Regions from separate parts of the Xenopus laevis genome. Here region 2 is linked to region 1. Evidence: chromatin contacts called from public Hi-C data. All regions are on one chromosome and are shown on one strand. The core of a region is the stretch at or near the end of the contact, and the rest is flanking DNA. Distances in the headings are between cores, read along the strand shown.

Region 1 (2,823 bases), core at 160-2,659:
AGCTGATAAAAGCCACAGCATGGTTCAGACCAAGAACTGGCAATTTCTTTCTGTTTTTCATGTACAAATCGTAGCCACATTTTGCCTTTAGCTGCCATTCAGCCTTAGAGCAAGGAACAACTTGCTTGCTCACTAGAGCTTCTAAGTTAAGGGTAAGTGCAACATGGTCTTACTATTCAGTCACACGGTTTGCTGGGGGATTTTTAATTAACTACAGAATGCTAATAGGCAGTGTGTGACTCTGATGTTGAATGGGTGGACTTGACGTTGCATGTGAGCTTACATATTATTGCCAGGGTGTGGTATTAACACATTCATTTTATGCCTCCAGCATTGTTTTATTGTTTGTATTGGATCACCTTGTCATTAACTTGTGTAATGCTAACTTTGCTAACAAACCAAAAAGAAGTTAATGTCCAGCTAGTGCTTAGTGCATGAGTTACATGTCATTCAAACACCCCAGGCTAGGGCCTTCGCTAAATGGAAGATTTCAGGAACAAAGTAGTGTAACTACAACTCTCAGGCTAATGTGCAACAACAATAATAAAAATGGGCACCAGGACTGTTCTTAAAGTATAACAAAATAACTTATTTGTCAGAGACAAATGACCCACAGGTTTTACTTACAGTGGTACAGAGGCATTTGGCAATATCCATGTACACCTACACTGCACAGCTCACACAGAACTGGAAGGCTCACAAAGAGCTCATAGATAGAGGCAGAATATAGAGAGGCATAGAACTCACACAGAGCTTCAGAGGTAGAGGCAGGTGCATTTTCCTGAGGATTTAGTCAAGGCAGTGCAGCACCTCCAGGCAGAAATACCACACACGTGGTCTGGATCCCACCCAGTGGAGTGGTCAGGGAAGAGAACCTAAAGCCTGACATCCTATCCACTGTGTCCCATCACTGTAGGCAAATTTTATGGCCTGGGAAGCTACTCCCTGCTACACCTCTTTGGTGGAGCACAAAGCTGCTCTTACCTCTCTGCCTTACTCTCCTACAGAGTCTATAACATTATATTCCTGCCACTTACTAGCCTCATTCACGAGGACCCTACTCCCCGACTTATCTCTCAAGAGCACATGGCTTTTCTGGGCCTTGCTGCATCCAGGCTCCCAGGGCACACCCAGCTGGGTCAGCATGCAGCAGCCAAAGAGGAAGATCCACCCCATCTCACTCACTATACCAGAGTGTGACAGGATGTGGTCACAGCGCCAATAGCATATCTGTGCAAATTATCTCTAACAACCGGAGCTTCCCCCCAGCAACTAGGGAGATCAGGAAGTAAAAGGAATTAAAGCTGTAGGGGCACATTAACCCTGTGGGTCCCTACACGTGTATGGTTTTGCATTGTTATAGAAATGTTCTTCTTAGGCCACCATACCCTTCCCATGTGACCCCGTGTAATACCAGGAAATGATCACTCTAGCTGCCATCTTTACACTGTACACAGTTAGTACATCACCATCCATAGCAATCCTACCCCATCCAGCCTGGTGGTAGCATCGTTGGTAGGTATTACTTTATCCCAAGCCTGATCTATAAAGCAAGTACATAATCAAGCACTGTCATTTTCTAGTTTTACACCTTTCCCTTTGTTAATAAAACTGAATCTCAATAACCCGTGTCAATGGATTAACGAAGTTAGGAGTTTAGCTGCATGTCAAGCTACACAATACCCCAGGGTAACACGTAGTGAGGACAGAACAATTTTTGTAACAATTATTTTCAAAGTCAAACTGTGCACAGTAGTAACGTGATCCTGTGATAGACAGAAATTTTGCAGCCTAACTAAACTCTCCGCCCAGATTACATCACATCAGGAAGCATCTGCAGGAACATCTACACGCACAGCAGCTATCAACAACACCAGCATTGACAACAGCATTGATATTATTTATAAACGTGAATTCAGAGGAGCTGACTGAGTTAGCAACCAGAAATCATCAATATGGGTAAGACTATGATCTCTACCTCTTTTATTCCACCTCAATAAATGTCCCAAATCTCAGATAATTTCTATTTAAATCATTGTTATACCTTTCTGGAGCTCTTATTGTGTTATTTATAGCAAGAAAATGTAAAGATGTCTATTACCCTAGTATCAAGTCCAGCTTCAAGTGTTTTTATGGTGCCAATACATGTGGTGATATAAAGCTGAAGACCACAATCGCACATGAGAGGTGTCTATGCCAATAACATTACTGTTGCTTCTAGCTCCACCTTGTCCTCGTGTACATGCAAGGAAAACATGGTAATGACTTCCTCGTGAGGCGACTTTGGAAAACGAAGCGTTGCAAGTGCCATCCCGACGACGGTTTGCATTCTAGCTGGCGGGAAGGCAGTTCAGGGAGATTAGTCGCCCGAAGAAGAAGCCATTTGTCACTGGGTGACTAATCTCCCAGTTTTAAATATATTCTACTAGTAACCTCTATATATTTGCGAAATGTAAACCCAAATACCTGTATTTACATTATCTGTCAGATCATCCAAACAGTCTTAAAGGAGTGATTCGCCTTTCAGTTAACTTTTAGTATGTTATAGAATGGCTAATTTTTATCAACTTTTTAATTGCCCTTTATTTTTTATAGTTTTTGAATTATATGTCTTTTTCTTCTGACTCTTACCGGCTTCCAAATGGGGGTCACTGACCCCATCTAAAAAAACAATGCTCTGTAAGGCTACAAATATAATGTTAATGCTACTTTTCATTACTCATCTTTATATTCAGGCCACTCCTATTCATATCGCAGTTTCTGATTAGCATTAATGCATGGTTGCTAAGATCATTTGGACCCTAGCAAACAAATTGCTGAAAT
Region 2 (2,823 bases), core at 108-2,607, 100 kb after region 1:
CCACTGTTGGAGATCACTGGTCTATAGCATCAGTTGAAGCAAGGGGTGTGGCAACCCCTGGTGAAGCCATTTGTAGAACTCAAACTCTGTATATAGATACCACCATGTCAGTATAGACAATATCCTCTATTAGTAATCCATGTAACCAAATAAATTACTACAAAGTGGTGAAATCACCATGTGAAGGACACGTGAAGGTCCATGTGCTCATGCCCCAGAACTTACATCTTAAGGAGAAGATATCCAAATATCTGGTTAAAATGCCCCTTACAAAACAATGCAAAAATGTTGTAGAGTTACAGTAAGTGGGACTTAATTATTAAGATTGCTCCATACTAGAACCTATAAGTGTGATATTCATGTAAAGTATGTTACACAATTCATTAACACAGGTATGCATTTTCAGTTACAAAAAAACCATTAGATACGGGTTGGTTTAGCAGTGACCTGACCTGTGCAGAAATTTACTGGAGGACAAGTCTATTCTGTAGTTTATCTTTCTATTTGGAGGGCTGGTAGATGATTTATCTTACTTTGTACGTGTTCCAGTCAAATGCCTGCATATTGCTCAGGTTACATGGATGGAGTTCTGCTTGTAAAAAATGTCAGGTTAATTGAAATTACTGTTTGTTGCAGTGTGAGAAGCCACATCCCTAACTGCAAGGTCCAGCTTTATGTATCATAATGCTTTTTATACATAACACTGTCACACATGCCATTTAGTGAGAATAAGTGCTCAGTTCATGTGCTACACATATTTTTACTAATGCAAATGACTGTTTACTTGCTTAACGCCAAATAGCCATCCTGGGGCTTTACAAAACAACTTGATAAATTTCTGAAGTTACAGAGAACATCTAGTCACGTTGCCTAGCAAACCCTGTAGGGGTCACTGCTGAACTTCAAGCTAAAACACAGATATAGAAACAATTTCCATATGTCATAGAGGCTGTAATTAGAGTTCAATGTTACAAAGAAAAATAGACTTTATTGCAATTAAAGGGCTAAAGCCAAGTCAACATGTTAAATAGATGCTGATTTGAAGTGACAGAGAAATTAAGATAGAACCTACAGTAAAAGACTCTTCTGTTAAATTCCATTCTGTTGTCATAGAAAAGTATCCTACCCATCCAATAATTCTACATGCATATCCAACAAACTTAACTCAACAAACTCAGCTTTCGCTCAGCTCCCTTCTCATTATTGTAAAGGGAACCATGTTACTGATTGTTGGCTTTGCTTTAGCTCTAACCTCACATTCTGTTGGGTAGAGCTACTGTATCTACAAATGTTTATGGAGTATATAGATGCCAGTCAAGTTCTTTGTGAACCAGTAGCGTCACTAGAGGGGGGCGGGCCCTGGTGCGTGACGCACAGCCGGGCCCGCCCCCCTCCGTACGGCCGCATTTTCAGAGGCGCACGGGCTGCCGGGGGGCCCTGCCTCCCTGGTTCCCCCGGTAGTTCCGCCACTGTTGTGAACACCCAATTCCCCTTTTGCAACTTAAGGTGAATTAAAACATAATTTTAGGGGTGGGAAATTCCTGTTCACTATAAACAGCTTCCTGGTCCCATTTAGAAGCTTTGGAGACCAAATTCCCCACATTGTCTGTATTTAGCACATATTCCTGACTGTTTTAGTGTTACCTCTATCCTCATCATCTCTTCTGAATTTAGGCATTATGTATTATGTATTAGGCATTATATATCATCCCTTATCCCTGCACAAAGAAAAGTCTTGAATGACAATGGTCATACTCTTATTAGTAGGGATGCACTGAATCCAGGATTCGGTTCGGGATTCGGCCTTTTTCAGCAGGATTCGGAATCGGCCGAATCCTTCTGCCAGGCCGAACCGAATCCGAATCCTAATTTGCATATGCAAATTAGAGGTGGGGAGGGAAATCACGTGACTTTTCGTCACAAAACAAGTAAAAAAAAATTTCCCTTCCCACCCCTTACTTGCTTATGCAAATTAGGGTTCGGCTTCGGTTCGGTATTCGGCCGAATCTTTCACAAAGGATTTGGGGTTTGGCCGAATCCAAAATAGTGGATTTGGTGCATCTCTACTTATTAGTTGTATTGGACTTTTCTCTTCATTGGTCCAACTAATAAATGAGATGTACAAGGTTAGACCTATTATGTTAAGTCTGTAAAAGACAGATGCTAAAACATTCCAAAGACACTTGGGGGCATATTTACTAAAGAGCGACTTGTGTTTTTCTGACAAATTTCCGCTAAAAAGACAATTTGCAATGACATCACCTATTTACTGAAAGATGAGCGACACACTTCGCTAGAGAACTACCTTGTCGCTGGCAAACTTTCGTCAGGCAAATTATTGCTTAGGCGAACGATCACAAGTTCACTAATTTATCAAAATTTCAATTCGCTACCCTTTTCACCAAAATCTATTTTGCCAGGTTCTGACTGGCAAATTAATACAATGAAGTTATTATATCCTCAACATTATTATGTCAGTGACATCATATCCCGTATTCCAAAAAAGTCATGAGCAAAAGTCAAAAACGCTGGGGATTTGTCATATTTAAAGTGGGATCATGTTTACAAGTTGTAACTGTTAAAAATATTGTATTTACACTTTTTTTTTACATTTGAAACTCATGACACATTTGTTTTAGGAGGGCTCATGGCCTGGGATAATGGAGGCTCTCTGTCTTTCTGTTTTTATTTTTAATAAAAAGTGGACACTTCCAGCAAGTTCAACAACATCACTAATATATACAGACATTTGACCTTTATATACTCACTGAATTTAAATTGATGTAAGCGTAAGTCAGTTAAAGTTTTGCTAGGAAGAAAGGA

The links. Hi-C and Micro-C count contacts between places; a contact is called where the count stands out from the background.
Region 2: a contact with region 1 is called in a Hi-C map of the XTC cell line, with 2.3 times the contacts expected there. The contact joins the enhancer-like site here to the promoter of LOC108699562 in region 1. A contact is called at or near these places in 2 of 4 Hi-C or Micro-C datasets (the XL177 cell line and the XTC cell line).

What each region holds. Positions count from the first base shown.
Region 1 is chr8L:110,480,150-110,482,972 of Xenopus_laevis_v10.1, forward strand. It overlaps LOC108699562 (lysozyme g), which reads left to right and starts at 1,410. Exons shown (of 6, transcript XM_018231648.2): 1 at 1,410-1,515; 2 at 1,813-1,959. The coding sequence starts at 1,956.
Region 2 is chr8L:110,580,749-110,583,571 of Xenopus_laevis_v10.1, forward strand. No RefSeq gene overlaps it. Among protein-coding and RNA genes, the nearest start is that of LOC108699281, 66 kb to the left of the region's middle. Within about 2 kb of position 1,358, at least 1 of the 7 cell types and tissues checked has an H3K27ac peak or open chromatin away from gene starts, as enhancers often do.